2 separate regions of the Gossypium hirsutum genome follow, and region 2 is linked to region 1. A link is a contact called in public Hi-C data. All regions are on one chromosome and are shown on one strand. Each heading gives the region's core, a stretch centred on a gene start, on an enhancer-like site or on the middle of the called end of the contact. The rest is flanking DNA. Distances are from core to core; before and after follow the strand shown.

Region 1 (2,700 bases), core at 92-2,591:
ATGGTCATATGGCTAGGCCATGTAGCTTATTAGAAAATTTTAAAAATTTGCTTTAGTGTCTAGACGGCCTTTGCATGACTGTGTGACTAGGCTATGTGTCATACACGACCGTGTGGCCATGCTGTGTGGTATCACTCAGACTGTGTGTTGTTGTTGTTCGCTTCTCCCATGCTTGTGTACATGGGCATCTGGGTCACATGATCGTGTCTTTAGGCCGTGTGCCTCCACTAAGACCGTGAGGGTCAAAAAATAATTTTGAAAAATTAGCTCCAACATTCACACTACCTATGACACGCTCGTGTGTGACACACGAGCGTGCGGATCACCCCAGACCATGTGGACAACTTTTTGATATATTTCACTATGATCACTTTTCACTGTCTTGGCTTTTATTTGTTCTATGCTTTTATCACACTCGCTTTGCTTTTAACCTTCACAATGCTTTTGTTCGCTGATTCATTTTTAATTTAAAACACATACTTGTAAAGATTTTATACTTATTATACCGTGCCTTTTCAATAACTATGGATTTAATTACTGATTATTCAAATTTAAACAACCTATTATTCAACAAATATATATACCTACTCGTATATACCTATGTCATTTGGTACATTTAACTCCTTTTTCTTTTTTACAATTTAACAAATTAAAAAAACTAGTCTAAATGCAAATAACCTAAAATTGTTTATTTTCAAGCTAAATTTACAGTTTAATCAAACAACCCATGGACATGCTCTTAACCAATCACTTGTATTTCTATAAGCGCAAGCACAGACACAACATAAAGAAAAAATTCAACTAAAAATATTACAAAAATTTAACAGAAATACCAATGAAACATTTAAAAATTAAAAACTCTATATCACCCCACACTTTATTTAACACATTGTCCCTAATGTTCTCCAATAATAATGAAGAAACAAAATTACCCATTTTAACATGTCAGTGTCGCGAATGTTGTTGGATCATTTCGTACTTTTCGGTTTAGCTCTAAAAAACTTTGTGCCATAAAAACTATGAGTTCCTACACATAATTTTTTTTTACAATTAAAAAAAAATCTAATTAAGCTTGAAAATAGAAATTATGCTAAATTTTTTAAAATAAAATAAAAATCTAACTAACAGTATGAATTTTTTTTTTGTAAAAAGAAAAGAAGTTATAAATTGAAAAATTCCCTCATAAGTCTACAATAGTGTCGTTATCAAACTTTTCTGAGCTCACACCATTCTCGTCCAAGACGAACCTCGTCTCTTTCCTTCTTGATGTGGATGGTCCTTCTTATGCGAGCTGGAAGGTGTCGGGTATGTCGCAGACGGGGATCCCTCTTTCTTGTGGTCTAGATCGTGCACTACCACTTTGTGGCGTTATCGAAGGATCTACATCCGTTGGGCTGGTGCAGAAATAGGGCCATTGGAAGTTGTTTACGCTTGATTGCTCAGCAAAACGGGCCATCCACCTTGTTTGGTACTCGACATGGGTCAATATCTACATGAGAATTTCCTTATTCATCGGGTTTGCTGGATTGGGGCTCTTCCATTGGTTTCGGGAGCCCATGGTCTCTGGTGTACTCCCGATGTGCAGCTACTTGTTCATTCTTCCTTTCCATTCGAATTGTATGTTGATTATAAAACCACTCAATAATAATATCGTTTAGAACACCCTTTGGTGGGCAAGTCGATTCCTCGGGATCTATCACAACACCGACCCTCCTACACATCTCTATGATTATATGTGGATACGAAAGTCCTTGTGTGTGCCCTCTGGCACATTTTTTGCATTTTGTAATGGATCTGATCCCCCAAATTTATCTTTCAACTCTGGAAAATCTCATACAAGAAAAGAGCATGATCATGGGTCTGTGACATGCTGAGCAGGAAAAAAAATTGCAATAATAAAGTACATACACATTTTAGCCTTAGAGGTCATGATGGATCGTTGGAATTGTAAGAGTTCTCTGGTCACTGCTTTACAAGTCTAGATGCCTTTACCTTCAGTTAACGAGTTTATAATTTCGTCATAATCCACCTCATTTTCTTGTAAATTTTCATAAAATTCTGGGATATAGTGAGGTGTTTTATAAATCACCTTGATTGCAGTAGGAGAGGCTTCTACGAAAATGCCTCTCATGAAGACTTTATTGTCTTACGCCTCAGGGAAACTCACGTAGAATTCCTACATAATTGATATAACTAACGATTTTAGAGGTATTCGACAAAATTGGAACCACCATAAGCGATCGTCCTTGGTTATGATCGGATTGTGAAATAATTGCATGGAAAAATTGAATCCATGCTCAGGTATTAGCAATTTATCCAAAAAATTATCGACTTGGGTCACAACGTCATTGAAGACAAATCGTCTCCATGGTTCATCAAGAGCATTGCACTTCTTGATTTTTTGAGACATTGGACTTTTACGAGGGGCCATACTAACCAATTATACAATTCCAATAATCAATGGGAACAATAGAATTGGTGCAAAAAGTCCAAATTCTCTAATCTACTATTCGAAATTCAACTTAAATATATAAGACTAGAGGAAGGTGTGATATCACTGGGCTTTTTTTAAAGTTGAAACTTTCGCGTCATAGTGTGTCCTCATAGGTCACCGTGTTTGTCTTTGTTGGAGAAGTTTGCTTCCTTTTGAAAGGGAGAGTGTAGTTTATGAAACAAAAATCTTAAAGCATACTTAACCAA
Region 2 (2,700 bases), core at 148-2,647, 390 kb before region 1:
GAAACTCTACCTGTAGTTTTAGGGGGGGAACAATTATTTTAGTTAATTTTCTGTTATTGTAGCTCACTAAAGAATATGAGCAATTAGGAATATTGTGAAAAGTGAACAATACATATTTATCAAATTTCTATTACAGACTTTTGCACTTATTTACAGTGAGAATTCTGCAACTCTAAAATAATTAAACAACACATAAAAAAGCAAAAAAATTAGAAAATGAAAAAAGTTAACATTTCTTACTCCAAACGTAACAAAATGAAATCGAATTCCATTTTGCTTTTGCATTCAAACAGACGCAAGTAGCATCCATAATACTCAGAATTGATTGAGCAAATGTAATACTTAACCCTTCTATGAGAGATCAGATAAAAAGCTCAGTAGAAAGCACAAATTTAAAGAAAAAGCCGGAGATAGGAATAATAAGAGGAAAATGAGAAAAGAAGTAAGCATGGCAAGCGAAGCAGTAAAGGTCAGAGCTTTTAGCTGCAAGGGAGTTTAGGTGGAATTGGCAATGGTGTAGCCATGGGATCTTGATTGGTTAGGGTAATCGATGGAATGTGACCTCAATAAGAAAGCTGACGGTGGTAGGAGAGTGGTGTGAAGGAAGAAAAACAAGAAGAATGACAGAAAGAGCAGAACAAATAGCTTAACTTTGTTCACATTTTACAACCCAAGCTACGCAAACAAATAAGCAAAAAGTTGGTAAAAAAATGGCAGCATAGCCTCATTTGAACTCGACGCCGATAGCGGCAGTTGGAGACGACGGTGGCGACTGGTGAACTTCAAGGCAGCAGATACAATAGTAGCTAGAAAGGGGTAACACCATAGCACAGCCACTTAAATCATGAAACAAAAATTAAGAAACAAAAATTTAGCATGAAACATTTACAAAATTCACACAAACAAACTAAGAACATTTTAAAATAATTTGCTGAAGCTTTTGATTCATTAAAACCCAAAATAATTCAGCTACCAAATCAAACTCTAGAAACCCCCCCCAAAAAAAAGAACACAAAAATTATGAGGATCTAATGAAGAAACCGAGAAGGATCAGAGTGAGACCGAAAAAGAACTTTAACTAACAAAATCATAGGAAAAAAAAAGAATCAAAGGCGATCACTTACCGTAAATAAGGAGGTTCAACGGAAGGAAGATGAAGATGGTGAATGAAGCTTGATTTTTCGTCGATTAAGGATCCAATTTCTATAGGGTTTACTTTGGGAAAAATGTTTATGAAGAAATTGTCGGAAGTGTAAAAGTGAAAACGACGAAGATGAAGATGAGAGACAGGATATTTTGGTCCAAAATAGGGAAAAATGTTATTACTCGTTCCTTTGAATAGCTAATCAGACCCCAAGCCCCTGAATTGCTATTACGGGCCGTAGTATCATGGAAGCTGATTCCATTCAGCGTGTAATAGCCATTACAGGCAACCAAATGTTGGTTTGGTGGTGGGCCCATTGAATTGGGCTATAATTTATTCCTATTACACCCAACCAAACATTGCCTTATTATCGTTAAGAAAACCAGCTAAATACCCAGTTCTTTTAAGCCTATGATTTAAGCCCATTAAATATAAAAAATCACTTTCTTTTCCACATTTAGATTCCAACAAGAATTAGAAGAATTTTCCTATTCTTCGCTTGAAGAAAGGATAAATTAAAAAAAAGTATATGAAACAAGCTAATAACTGAGGGTAAATTCACCTACTTTCCTATCAAGTCATATCAAACTGTGTCTAGTAGGAGGCATTATCAAAAATGTAACGAGAAAGATTTTCTTCAACAACTAAAAACAGTTAGTTTATTTACTGTATAAACTCAAATCATTTTTTTATTTTATTTGCTATATAAATTAGTTTTTTTTTCATTTAAATCACATTCTAATAGTTGTATCAATTCACTTAATTCATCCATTCTTTCAATTCTCTAAATTTTTTAGTTATCAAATTTTCATTCAATTTTTCTCAAAATCTTGTTGTTTTAATTTTATACTTTGTAATTTCTTTTTTTAATTGATTTTTATAATGAAAATTATGCTTATTCGTTTTGAGGACAATCACATTTTTTGTGTCCTATTGTAAATGGTAAGAAAATTTATTAAAATTTTTAATTTTAATTAAGTTCATTATTAAGTTGTTAATATTATTAATTTTATAATTTTTTTATGTTTATATAATCAGGCCAAAAATCAAATTTTAGAGACGTACATACACAATTTAATTGTGAGGGCACCACGTGTTAGTGAATAACACTTGCAAGAGGTGAGATTCTTGCACATGTCTCGTATGGTAGAGGGGACTAAACAAGATCCCACATTTATTCGTGCTTTGATGGAAAGATGGAGACCTGAGACATACACATTCTATCTTTCGTGCAGTGAGTGTACTATTACACTCAAGGACGTAGCTTTACAATTCAGTTTATCGGTGGATGGACCAATCATTACAGCGGCAATGTCATTGGCGATTGGAGTGCAATTTGCAAGCAACTATTAGGGAAGATACTATGGTTGGAAGAAAATTTCAATTATATCGACAACTTCGTGATTACCATTAAAAGAGAATAATATGCCCCGGGCATTCATCCTAAGGTCAATCAGGGGTTTTCTAATGTTTGATAAATCTCAAAATCTAGTACATTTAAGGTAGATACTACAACTCGTCGACTTGAAAGAAGCAGGACAACTTAGTTGGAGATA

Evidence for each region. Hi-C and Micro-C count contacts between places; a contact is called where the count stands out from the background.
Region 2: a contact with region 1 is called in a Hi-C map of leaf, with 2.4 times the contacts expected there. The contact joins the promoter of LOC107941173 here to the enhancer-like site in region 1. A contact is called at or near these places in 5 of 34 Hi-C or Micro-C datasets (hypocotyl, leaf and petal).

What each region holds. Positions count from the first base shown.
Region 1 is chrA05:78,175,577-78,178,276 of Gossypium_hirsutum_v2.1, reverse strand. No RefSeq gene overlaps it. Among protein-coding and RNA genes, the nearest start is that of LOC121229885, 7.0 kb to the left of the region's middle. Within about 2 kb of position 1,341, at least 7 of the 9 cell types and tissues checked have an H3K27ac peak or open chromatin away from gene starts, as enhancers often do. A contact at or near this core is called in hypocotyl and leaf, where this site is marked.
Region 2 is chrA05:78,565,295-78,567,994 of Gossypium_hirsutum_v2.1, reverse strand. It overlaps LOC107941173 (auxin transporter-like protein 2), which reads right to left and starts at 1,397. Exons shown (of 11, transcript XM_016874728.2): 1 at 1,125-1,397.